Linked DNA regions of Gossypium hirsutum: region 1 is linked to region 2. A link is a contact called in public Hi-C data. All regions are on one chromosome and are shown on one strand. Each heading gives the region's core, a stretch centred on a gene start, on an enhancer-like site or on the middle of the called end of the contact. The rest is flanking DNA. Distances are from core to core; before and after follow the strand shown.

Region 1 (5,794 bases), core at 2,967-5,466, 850 kb after region 2:
TGTTTCCAATGAAGAGTCATGAATTTCACATAACCATAAACATTAAGCAGTTTAAGATTATTATGTGAAAATTCATTGTTAATAACAGTAGACCAATGAGAACGCATGTTGTAAAGAAAACTTTTTAAAACAATATCAGTGTCAAACTTATCAACAACATGTGAGATAAGCTTCCTTGATTCAATTGCCAAAGTTCCCTTACCATCCTTACCTTATTGGTCTTGTGAAGTAATTTCATTCTCCAACTTACTTTTCTCTAAAATACATAATCGTCTTTCATTGGATGAGAAATGAAGTAACACAACTGCTGATGGGTTCTTAGAAACTTGTAATAAAGGGTTATCACAAAGCAAATTCAAATTTTGGTTAGTTAAAACATCTTTTTCCTTTGCTTGGGTATTTTTTTGCTGCTTATTTTCTTTTTCCAAATTGAAACTCTTCTTTTTTATTTAACATTTATTTTCACTCACCTCACCCTCATTACTCAAATGCTCTTTTCTTTTTGTTCTCTTTTCTTTTTCTTTTTCTTTTCAATCTCAATCTTACTCTCCTCTTCTTTTTTCTTTTCATATTTTTCTTTTTCTCTTTTCTCATGCTTTCTCCTTCTTTCTTTTTTTAGTTTCTTCTCTCTTTACGATTTCGTTTTCCTCTCTCTTATTCTTTTTTACTTCTTCATTCTTTTCTTCTCTAACAATTTCTCTCGATTTCATCATCTTGACTTGGTCTTCCCGAATTTAATCCAGAGTCAATAATACCAAGGTGATCTTATTACTTTGACACTTGAAAGTGTACCAGTTAGCATGGCCATCATAATGAACTCGTTGATCAAATTGCCATGGACACGTAAGAAAGATATGGTAGGCTTGCATCAAGACAATGTCACAAAGTACTTCATCTTTGTACATACCAATTTAGAAAGATACCATCACTTGTTTGGTGACTTTGATTTCACCATTCTTGTTCAACCATTGCAATTGTACAATTGAGGGTGCTTTGTTGTAAGCAAATGGAGCTTTTCCACCATGATTGTACTTGCAATATTAGTACAACTCCTACCATCAACTATCAAACTGTAGACCTTGCCTTTTACATGGCAACGAGTTTGAAGCAAGTTTTCTTGTTGTAATCCTTAGCACTAGGTTCGAACGTTTAGAGCCTTCCTTGAAATAATACTCTCTTTGATAATGATTTTAATAAACAAAAGAACAAAATTGACGATAAGATGTGTACCTCACAAAACAAAACCTCATGTCTTACTCTTAAAAAGAAAGTTCACTCCTCCCGTTTTTGCACACAAATTTTGGCTTTTATCACTCCAATTGGCTGACATGCTCTCGCCTTTTACCACTCAAATCTCTTGAGTTCGTTAGGAACTTGGCATGAAAAGAACTTAACAAAACGGTAATCTTAAAGGTGTTGTTAGGATGGGACACAATCAAAGAAAAATAGAAGGTTGAAATTAATTTGATAGAAATGTGTTCAAATGACTCAAGAGATGATTAGAAGGTATTTTGGCTAAATGGAAAAAAGATTTTTTTTTGCTTGGCTTTTTTTTTCGTAAAAATTTACCAAAATATGTAAAATGAGCTCAAAAGTACTAATCAATTGAAATTTTTATTAATGGGTTCCCTAACTATTTTTAAAATTTTAACCTCATCTTTTGTTTTTTTTCACAATTGTTTTCTCATGATTTTTTTTAAATACGAGAGAGAGAAAATAAAACGATACCTGTAAAGAATTCTAGCTCTGATACCCAATGATGTGAACCTCGTATGCAATCAAGATTACGAGTCACAATTTAAGTTGCCCAATTGTTTCTAAATAGGATCAAACTCGAAATATGGTAAAAGATAGGAATAAAAGAAAAATAACAAACAAAATGGTAAATGATATAACTTTCGAACTCGAAAAAAAATCTTAGAAATGAACTTATGCTATATAATAACGAGACCCAGTTTTTATAAAGATGATTAATATTTTGATAGGTTTGGAAATTGAAGAAAAACCGACCCACTATTTATATATGAAATAGGAACCAACTGTATAAGGGTGATCCCCACTCTTTAGAAATAGAAATGATTGAAATGATAAGATCGATTAAGTTTTGAACGCCACAAGACAATTCTTGATAAGTTTGGGTTTATTTCTTAAAGAAAAAAAAGATAACTTTCAAATATATATTAAAAATGTTCATTACCCTATTACAAAGTACTTGACCGAATATATATAGGGCCTTAGAAAACGAATGGTCATTTCAGCCATTAATGTGAATACATGAATTAAAATAATACATTAATCCTAAAGTTCATCAATCCAAATATTCAAAGAATACAATGAACAACCATATACATTCCCCTTGTCGTCCATGCACCTTGATGATGAATTCGGTGGCTGCATTTAACTCGTTGCAAGAGAGTTCATGCATGGGAAGAAGTTAATTGACCAAATTCATGTAAGACCCTTTGGTGACCGAAAATTTCATATATGTGAAGGAGTTTGAATGGACACTTGATGAATGTTCATGTAGCTTAATCCTTAAGGATTTGCACCTTTTTGTGACTGTTCGGTTTTGTATGAACCTTGGAGAACGAACAGACCTAGTTTAAAGCACCTTAATTCCATATTCCTTAGCTGAATGAACAACTCCTTGTAACCCTTTAGGTGACCAACCATTTGTTGTTCCTAGAACAAAATAAAGACATATTAAAGACAAAAATAAACATAACAATTAAATTGTAACAAAAAAGACATGATAATGACATAACAAACTAAGACATTTTTAAAACACAATAGGACACATTAGATATAAAACTAATGATGTAATGAAAATTACAATATTTAATATTTAAATAATAAGACACACATTGAAACCAAAAAGTATGATTTTAAAAAGTTATGGAATTAAGACAAAGTAAATTGGATGATTGAGCTTCAAAATTTCACATGCAAAATGTTGCATAAACTTGGGTCTTTAACAGATGCCAATTAAATATTGAACTTGTCATATTCAGCCCAAACGTGTTGGATCAAACCTACAAGTGCTTCTTTGAATCTCTTAGTTCTAGCCCGTATCATAGGCCTAATAGGAATTTTAATTGGACCATCAGAAATATCTTACATCCTATCTCTTAGAGCCTCGTCAACATATATCCTAAATGGTATGGAAATGGGCAGCTTGATGTTTGGCCCAATTAACATTCCAAAGATCACGTCACTAAATAATTTAATAATAATAAAATTATATGATATAATATTAATAATATATAAAGAAATAAAAAGTATGACAACTAAAAAAATCTTTCCATCACATTCCATTTTGAATGGCTTAGATTTAATTCTTTCCTATGTTATCCAATGGCCCTGACAAAATTTTCATATCTTTCTTTAATTAAAAATTTAAACAATTATCAACTCTTTTTGTAATAATTGCACTCTATGTTCTTTCACATTTTCCCACCAATTCAATTTAATTCTTTATACTTTAAATCTTTCATTTTTAATCTAACACTTTTTATAACCTTACAATTTAGTTTATACCCTAAATTAATATTTTTCAATATATTAATCTTTTCAATTCCCTCAAGTATCTAATTATCTTTTCTACTAACACTAATAATTCTTATTTTATTGACTTCAAAAATTCTAAGTCATATATTCTTGAATTAACACTATTTACGATTAAGGGATTTTAGGGACATTACAATAATTTGGAAAATATAAAATAAAAATTTAAATTTTGGAAGGTGATTAAATTAATTAATTTCAATATTATAGTAACAAATCAGTTGACATTATCAAGAGATAAAAAAATTTCAACAATTTATTTAATTTATTTTGATGTTTTGAAATTTAAATTTTTAATATTTTAAAAAAGAATTTTAGAATTTTGACAATGGGATAAGCAAATACAATTTGACAATTTTTGTGTATTATTTTAGTTTCTATCACTATTTCACTTTAATGCTTGATGTTTTATTTACACCAATCAATACTTAAAAAAGATATTATTTTTAAGTCACCAAACTTAAAGCGACTCGAAAGTTGAGTGACAAAAATGAAAATACAGATATGTTATAACATGTACAATTAACTACCGTTACAGCTGGTGACTGAAATGAAACTTCCCTAAAAGTTAGATAACAAAATTATAAAAAATTAATTTTAGGTGATCAAATTGAAAATATTCTAAAAGATGTGTGGGTCGTTTACCCAAAAAGTCAAAAGTAGAACCCAACCCTTCAAATTCTGACCAATATAAAAAAATTCAATATCCTTATGTCTCTTTCAGCTCCAACACTTTTGGTCCAGATGAACCCAACTCACCAATTTAAACCAGTTGCTTCGAAATCCAGGAAAACAGTTCGGTCGAGCCAATGCCTGGAAGGACGGACGAGTCACAGTTCCAAAGCAGTGACCGTTAGGACCCGGACCAAACCAAGCCGTAAACAAACTCGGCCGCAATCTTCTCCGGTTTCTCTCCCTTGTTTTCGCAATACCACGATACTGCCCCCGGAGTTCTTTCAAATTGACGCTCTTGATTTGGCGCCACGTTTGCTTGGCAAGTTTTTAAGGAGAGATGATGTTGTTCTTCAAATCACTGAGGTAATTTTTGGTGCATTTTTGCTGACTTTCTTCCTAAATTCTTTTAGCTCTTCGGAAAATCGAAATGGAAGTTCGAAATTTGTACTTTTTGGGTGTTGGGGCTTTCATTAATTTGAGCAGTTGAATTTTGTTCAAAGCCCATTTTATTTGCTTGCTGAGAAGAAAACCAAAGAAAAACAAAGGCTACCTACTAATTGGGTCTGGTCAAAGTTTCATATTCCCCCCACCAATTAATTTTAATTCCATTGTTATGTATTTTCTTATTTGAATCATTATGTTTTAACAGGTAGAGGCTTATAGGCCAAATGATTCAGCTTGTCATGGTAGATTTGGAGTCACGGCAAGAACAGCCCCTGTTGTGAGTTTAGCCCTTTTGCTTTCATCTTTCACATGTGCTTGCTAATCTGATCATTGCTCCAGTAATACCTTGATGGTTTTAACACTATTTATGTTTATTTTGGTACTAATAATAATAGATATTGAGATCCTCTATGTGGTTGTTGTAGTTTGGTCCTGGAGGGCATGCTTATGTTTATCTTTGCTGTGGACTTCATACGATGCTCAATGTTGTTGCTGACAAAGAAGGAGCTGGGGCTGCAGTGTTAATACGTGCATGCGCTCCGGTGTGTGGTACGTTATCATATTATTATCTGGTATTAACTAAGTATCTGTTACTTCTATAATCATCTGCTTTGTTTGTTATCTATTAAATTGCTAATGTTTCTTATTATTGTAGCCTATTTAGCCTTTCATTGTTGTGAATGCGTAGTTGATGATCCCTTGAATTGTCCTTATTCAATTATTTGCAATCGCCAACTTTAACATCTCATAATATAGTAACTGTTAAGAATTTTTGTGGGAATATTCATTTCTAGTTTTCTTGTCCTTCATAAAAATCTCGAACTTTACATGCTTTCTATCTTTGGGTCAGAAAACAAAACATAATGTTTGTTGAAGGCAATATGTGAACCCCGTTGCAGGTTTGGAGACTATTCAGGAGCGTCGTGGTCAGCAAACTGAAAAGCCTATTCTTCTCACTGGACCCGGAAAGGTTAGAGTTTATTATTTCCTCTTATTTTTGGATTATTTTGATGTTCCTTTTTATGTTCCTTTTTATGCAATGTGGATTTGTTGGTTCAATTAGCATAAACAGTTTTTAAATATTGGTTTCAGATAATTAATTAAGAATTCT
Region 2 (5,651 bases), core at 2,605-5,104:
TGGTGGGTCATTGTGTTTTTTTTCTTTTTCATTTTTGTGATATTTTATTAGCTTAAACATCAATGCTCAAAAACATACGAAAGAAAGAAAGACATGAGGTATAAGCATCTTTGAAATTGGTTAAATTTCTTAACCAAATTATCTACCGTGGTTGAGTGACAATCAACTGACGTCTTCTATTAACATTGAGAATTTCAATCAAAAAAAATTCAAGAGCATAAAACCAAAACCCCATAAACATTGAAGTTATTTTTGACAATTATGCTTTTCACAATTAAAATAATTCTTAAAACCAATCTAATGAGTGTTTTTTTTTTTTTACTTGAAACTTCAAATAATGTTCAAAAGCAGTAAAACAGAACTTATTTAATCAAAAGAAGCCCAAAAACCCCAAAATTAGTATAAAAAACAGAAAACCAAACTAGCTCGACGATAGTTTAAAAAATCTAAAAAAACTGAATCAAACCAAATCAAATTCAACCCTTAAAAAAAAGCTTAAATGACAATTTAAGTGAACCAACCGAGTCATTAACTTGCATCACAGCAAAGAACCTCATTGGCCCCTATTTCAATTTGAATAGAACAAGAGTCCTGTATGTCCAAGTCATGAAAATTGCGGACCCAGCGGACACATCACATTACATGAAGAAATGGCATTGGAAGGGTTCAATGGAAAGAACAAAGAATCCACCTACCTCAGCTTTTATCTTAAAACAGTATGGAGAAACAAATAAAGACGCATGTTAGTACACCTATAGCTCTAACAGCAACGATGAAGTCACAATCTCATAGTGTCCAAGCTGGAACACACCTACCTCAGCTATTATCTTAAAAGAGTATGGAGAAACAAATAAAGACGTATGTTAGTACACCTATAGCTCTAACAGCAAAGATGAAGTCACAATCTCATAGTGTCCAAGCTGGGACACCCACTAAACATCTATGTCAACTTTTATAGGTGAAAGATTTCATCGAGCTATGCAGAAATACATAATAGAAAAGGAGAATACAAAGTTACAGTTCTTAATAAAGCTAAAAGCCTAAGCGAATGAATTGAAGTTTCTGAATGAAAGATGAACTTTAATCATGTCCAACCTAAGAATCCTTGACATGCTACCTAAAAGACATTGGATTTGGAGCTGTTATTTACACATAAAACACATGCAATGGCACAAATATCTGCTACTAACCGTTCTATCTTTCACTAGTTACATCTTGTACGTTCTGCACTAAGAGAGTAATCAAAGTGTTTAGTTGGAGGCTTTGAGGCTCATGCGCCTTATAGAACTGTAAACACATCTTAATCCCTGTATAAAAAGCTCTCTTTTAACTCTTTTTATTATAAGACATTTCCAATGAGATGCATATCCAAAACAGCAGCTAACTATATGCCATAAATTGAGGAACAACAATTTGAATATTTCCTCTTCTAACTTCATGATCGTTTTGTTGTACCTACGCACACTCTGAATTACTTGGCCAAAGATGCTTCCTGCCCTTCACAGGGCCAACACTGTTGGCACAGAAACAAGTGCTTCATTTTGAACGATTAAACACATTAAGTGCAATACCACAGCCATATGTCAAGTAGCTAGATTAGCATGCCCGCTCCGACTGCAGAAACAAAATCATGTCTCCACTTACATCCTCAAAGAATAACAAACTACAGAATCAGTAGCTAAGTTAACCGTGGTCCAAGCACCAGATATGATGTAAACCAATAAAAATACTTCAAAAGCAATGGGCAATCCAAAATCTACATTAACTAGATTGCTAATTTGCTTGAAAATAAATAATCACAAACTACGCAGAGAAAATTCATTGTAAATCATGGACAACATAATGAAGCATTCCACAAACTTCACATTGCCCGTGAGCGATTGATCATTCTAAGACCCAATGCAAAAAAGAAGCCTGTATGCTTCTAACAGAAGAAAGAGAACAATAAAATTTGAGCTTAGTTTTCAGTATCATCAAGATCAACACATTAAAGCAGCAGAGAATTAAACCATTCACTCTTAAGTAACATCGTAACACTAACATATACTTAAAGTATATATATATATCCTCAAGGAGACACTATGCGCACTGACAGACTTATAATGAAGTTGCTGGCAAGGCAACATTTTCATCATTCTCATTAAAGGGGATAGATTAGATATCGGCAAACAAGACAACAATGACACTCAGTCCAAGTTTCAACTTTAAAACCATGAACCAGTAGACCAAGATCAGACTTGCAAAGTCTTATAAATTTTTCACAATAAACTGAAAGAAAGAAGTGTTATAAAGTTCCAACAATTCAAAACCAAAAAAGAAAGACTATTCCTCGTTTCGGAATAAAATAAATCATATTCCAAAACCAAATACTGCTCGTATCTTATTGAAAATAAGGTCTTTCCAACCCCTCTCAGTGTTCTCCACCACAGTCGCATTCCCATATCTGCATCACAAATCAAAGCAAAAACAGAAGTAAAATCAATGACCCAATTCAGAAAGTAAGAAATTAGCCATCTTGCGCAATAAAACAAATAAAAACCAACCTGTCCTCCTCGGGAACATCTGAATGCGTGAGTTTGATTATAGTAACCCCAGGCTCAGGCTCATTGAAAACAAGTCTTACCTGCAACAAAAACCCATTAAAGATAAGCCATCATTCGACCACACTGTATTCCCAAAAACCTGGAGAACAGGCAAAAGTGGAATCCATTAAACTTACAGTAGAATCAATCCCGTCGGGCCAGCTCCCAAATCTCCATCTCTGAGCAATAAACTTCCCTTCTTGCAACTCCAAGTTAATACCAGTAACCGATCCATCGAAAATACTAAATTGACCACCGACTTCTTTACTTATCCTAGCATTACTCTGAGTAAACCCTTTCCATCTATTCTCATCCATCAAAATCTCATATATATCCTTAGCTCTACAATTAAACTTCTCCGTCATTGTAATCGTCTTGAACCCTTTCTTCCCTTCCTTCTTCACTTCCTTTTTGGCTTCCTTCTCCATCCCAACTTCCTCCTTAGACACTGCAGCTGAGTTACTATTACCAGTAGTAGTATTAGTTTTGGGAGCCGATTTCTTGGCTTCCAATTCATCTTTAACGGGGCCACCTTTCGCCATAGCTTGAACAAAATCCCTCACTTTCTCCAAAACCAAAGCCTTGCCTTTGGCCAGCATCGCTTCCTTCAAGGCTTTACCAATGGGTCCTTCGTCTTTAACCGTCACCTTAACTTCCGGATCCTCTTCAGCATTTTCATCCGAAATGTACGGAATCTCGAGGTTACCTTCAGTTTTCAACATTGTCTTCCCTTCCCCATCTTTGGCTTCGCCTTCCCAGGATACACTCAAACTGATTTCATATCCGGGAATGACTTTACCCTTGCGAATATTAACATAGGCTTCGCCGTCGACCTTTTCGACCTTCTTGGTCTTGATAAGGAGATTGCCTTGGCCGTCAAGGATGGTGAGATCCGAAAGCGATTTGGTGAAGAACGTTTTCGACCAGGGGAGGCAATCGGTTTCAGCCCAGTGCCAGTTGTGGACGTTAGCACCGTCGGGTCTTTCCTCCACGATCCAGCGCTTGTCTCCTTCGCCGTACTTGGCCATTGATGAAAAAATCAAGACGACGGTGTATTAGGGATTGAGAGATATGTGAGGATAATAATGGAAGGGAGAGCTTAAAAGAAGCAATTGGGTGGGAGGGGCCGCTCTGGAGGGTTCGGGGCGGGGAGGTAGAAGAATCCAGAATGTGGGATAGATATATAAAACTAATATTTTTGGAAGGATCTAGAAGACTTCACCACGAGGAGCTCGTCTGCTTTTAGGGTTTCTTTGCTGATGTTGTGCAAAGCTTATGGCATGTTTGGTACAAATATTGTAATTTTAAAACATCCCTTATAAAATAAAACATTGATTTACTTAAATATGTTTGATTATGGATTTGTTGGCTTTTACCACCCAATGAAAAGTTGAAATTGTATATTATATCATCATTTTAAATAAAATTGGTTAAATTACATTAATATTATTAAATTATTAATAAATTTACATTTTGGTCATTAAACTTCAAAGAGTTTCAGAGTGATCACTAAATTATTTCAAAATTTTTATTTAAGTCATTAAACAATTTAAAAGTTTTTTTAAGTCACTAGACTATTAAGTTATTAAAAAAAAGTTTAGTTAACAAACTCCAAGCGATGTTTCGATGAACGATATGTGGATTAGTACCCATCGACAAGTATAATAACATATCTTAGATCCAAGTCGATTTAATAGTCATTGTCGAAGATCGAAAAAGAAAATTGTTTGGATTTTGGTTTGCAAGTTTGTGGCGTTCAAAGCTATTTTATGAAAAATAAAACTTAATTGTAGAAAGGAAGGGGAAGGAAAGCTTTTGATTGGTACATATGGGGCTAATAAAAAAGGTCATACAGTAGTGATTTTAACAACCCAATGACTTAAATGAAAACTTTCGAATAGTTCAATCACCATTCTATAGCTTTTTAAAGTTGAGTGATCAAAATGTAAATGTACTAATAGTTTAGTGACGATGAGTATAGTTTATTCAATAATTTAATTGAGAGATATAATTAAATTTGTTTTAATTGATTAAATAAATAATATTTTGGGAACATAAAACTCATATTAAGTTGGATAAATTATATAAGTTGCTTTAAAGACTATATAACAAATATATAGTTGTACCCAATATAAGAAAAACCTAATAAAGCCCACTTGTATTATGGTGGGTAGCACATTGGAATATTCCTAGTGTGTGTGCCACTCACCATGTGATGTCTTAATGGGAGTCTGTATTTTCTATTAAAATTGTATTATTTTTGTCTCCTCTTATTCAAATAGAACTCTTGTGCATTTTCTTTATAAAAAGGGACTATGGGATAAGTAAACAACATAAAACTCTAAATGTAGTCACTTTGTCGAAAATTAGTGAGATCTATTTTTCCAAATAAATTTTTTTTTTTTGTGAAAATTCAATTTTTTTTCTTGTCTATAAAGAGAATTAAATTTTCATTATGTGATTTGTAACACCCCTCACCCGTATTCAATGCTGGAATAGGATTACGGAGCATTACCAGACTTATAACATATTCAAACATACATTTCACATACAATTAATCAAATCATATATATTTTATTTACAACCAATCATTGTGTCCCTAATACGAGCCTACGAGGCCCTAAACATACATTGGGAGTGGTTCGGGACTAAACCGATAACTTTGTAAACTTTTTGAACACTTAAGAATTTTTCTCAAAAACAAGGGACACACGCTCGTGTGTCTCACACGGCCAACAGGCACGCCTGTGTCACAAGCTGTGTGGACATTCGTGTTGGGAGTACATAGCCGTGTCCCAGCCCGTGTCCGACCCTATGTAACTCTCTAACTTGGGTTACATGACCAACACATACACTAGTGTGGCTAGCCCGTATGCCCTAAAAATGGCCATTCACACCCGTGTGCTAAGCCGTGTGCTAGGCCATGTGCCAAACCTGTAAGGTATACTGACTTATGCCACATGGTCAAGTCACACGCCTGTGTGTGAGACCGTGTGGAGCATATTGACTTGATTTTAATTTCAACATCAAGGGACACACAACCATGTACATGATCGTGTATCACACACG

Evidence for each region. A called contact is a pair of places that touch in the nucleus more often than the background predicts.
Region 1: a Hi-C map of leaf shows a contact between it and region 2, with 3 times the contacts expected there. The contact joins the promoter of LOC107948576 here to the promoter of LOC107948477 in region 2. A contact is called at or near these places in 9 of 34 Hi-C or Micro-C datasets (anther, callus, hypocotyl and 1 more).

The regions. Positions count from the first base shown.
Region 1 is chrA04:32,282,477-32,288,270 of Gossypium_hirsutum_v2.1, forward strand. It overlaps LOC107948576 (DNA-3-methyladenine glycosylase), which reads left to right and starts at 4,217. Exons shown (of 6, transcript XM_016883182.2): 1 at 4,217-4,602; 2 at 4,889-4,960; 3 at 5,109-5,232; 4 at 5,583-5,653. The coding sequence starts at 4,276.
Region 2 is chrA04:31,433,150-31,438,800 of Gossypium_hirsutum_v2.1, forward strand. LOC107948477 (activator of 90 kDa heat shock protein ATPase homolog) reads right to left here and starts at 3,855. Exons shown (of 3, transcript XM_016883035.2): 1 at 2,720-3,855; 2 at 2,544-2,623; 3 at 2,098-2,443. The coding sequence starts at 3,610. The coding sequence ends at 2,350.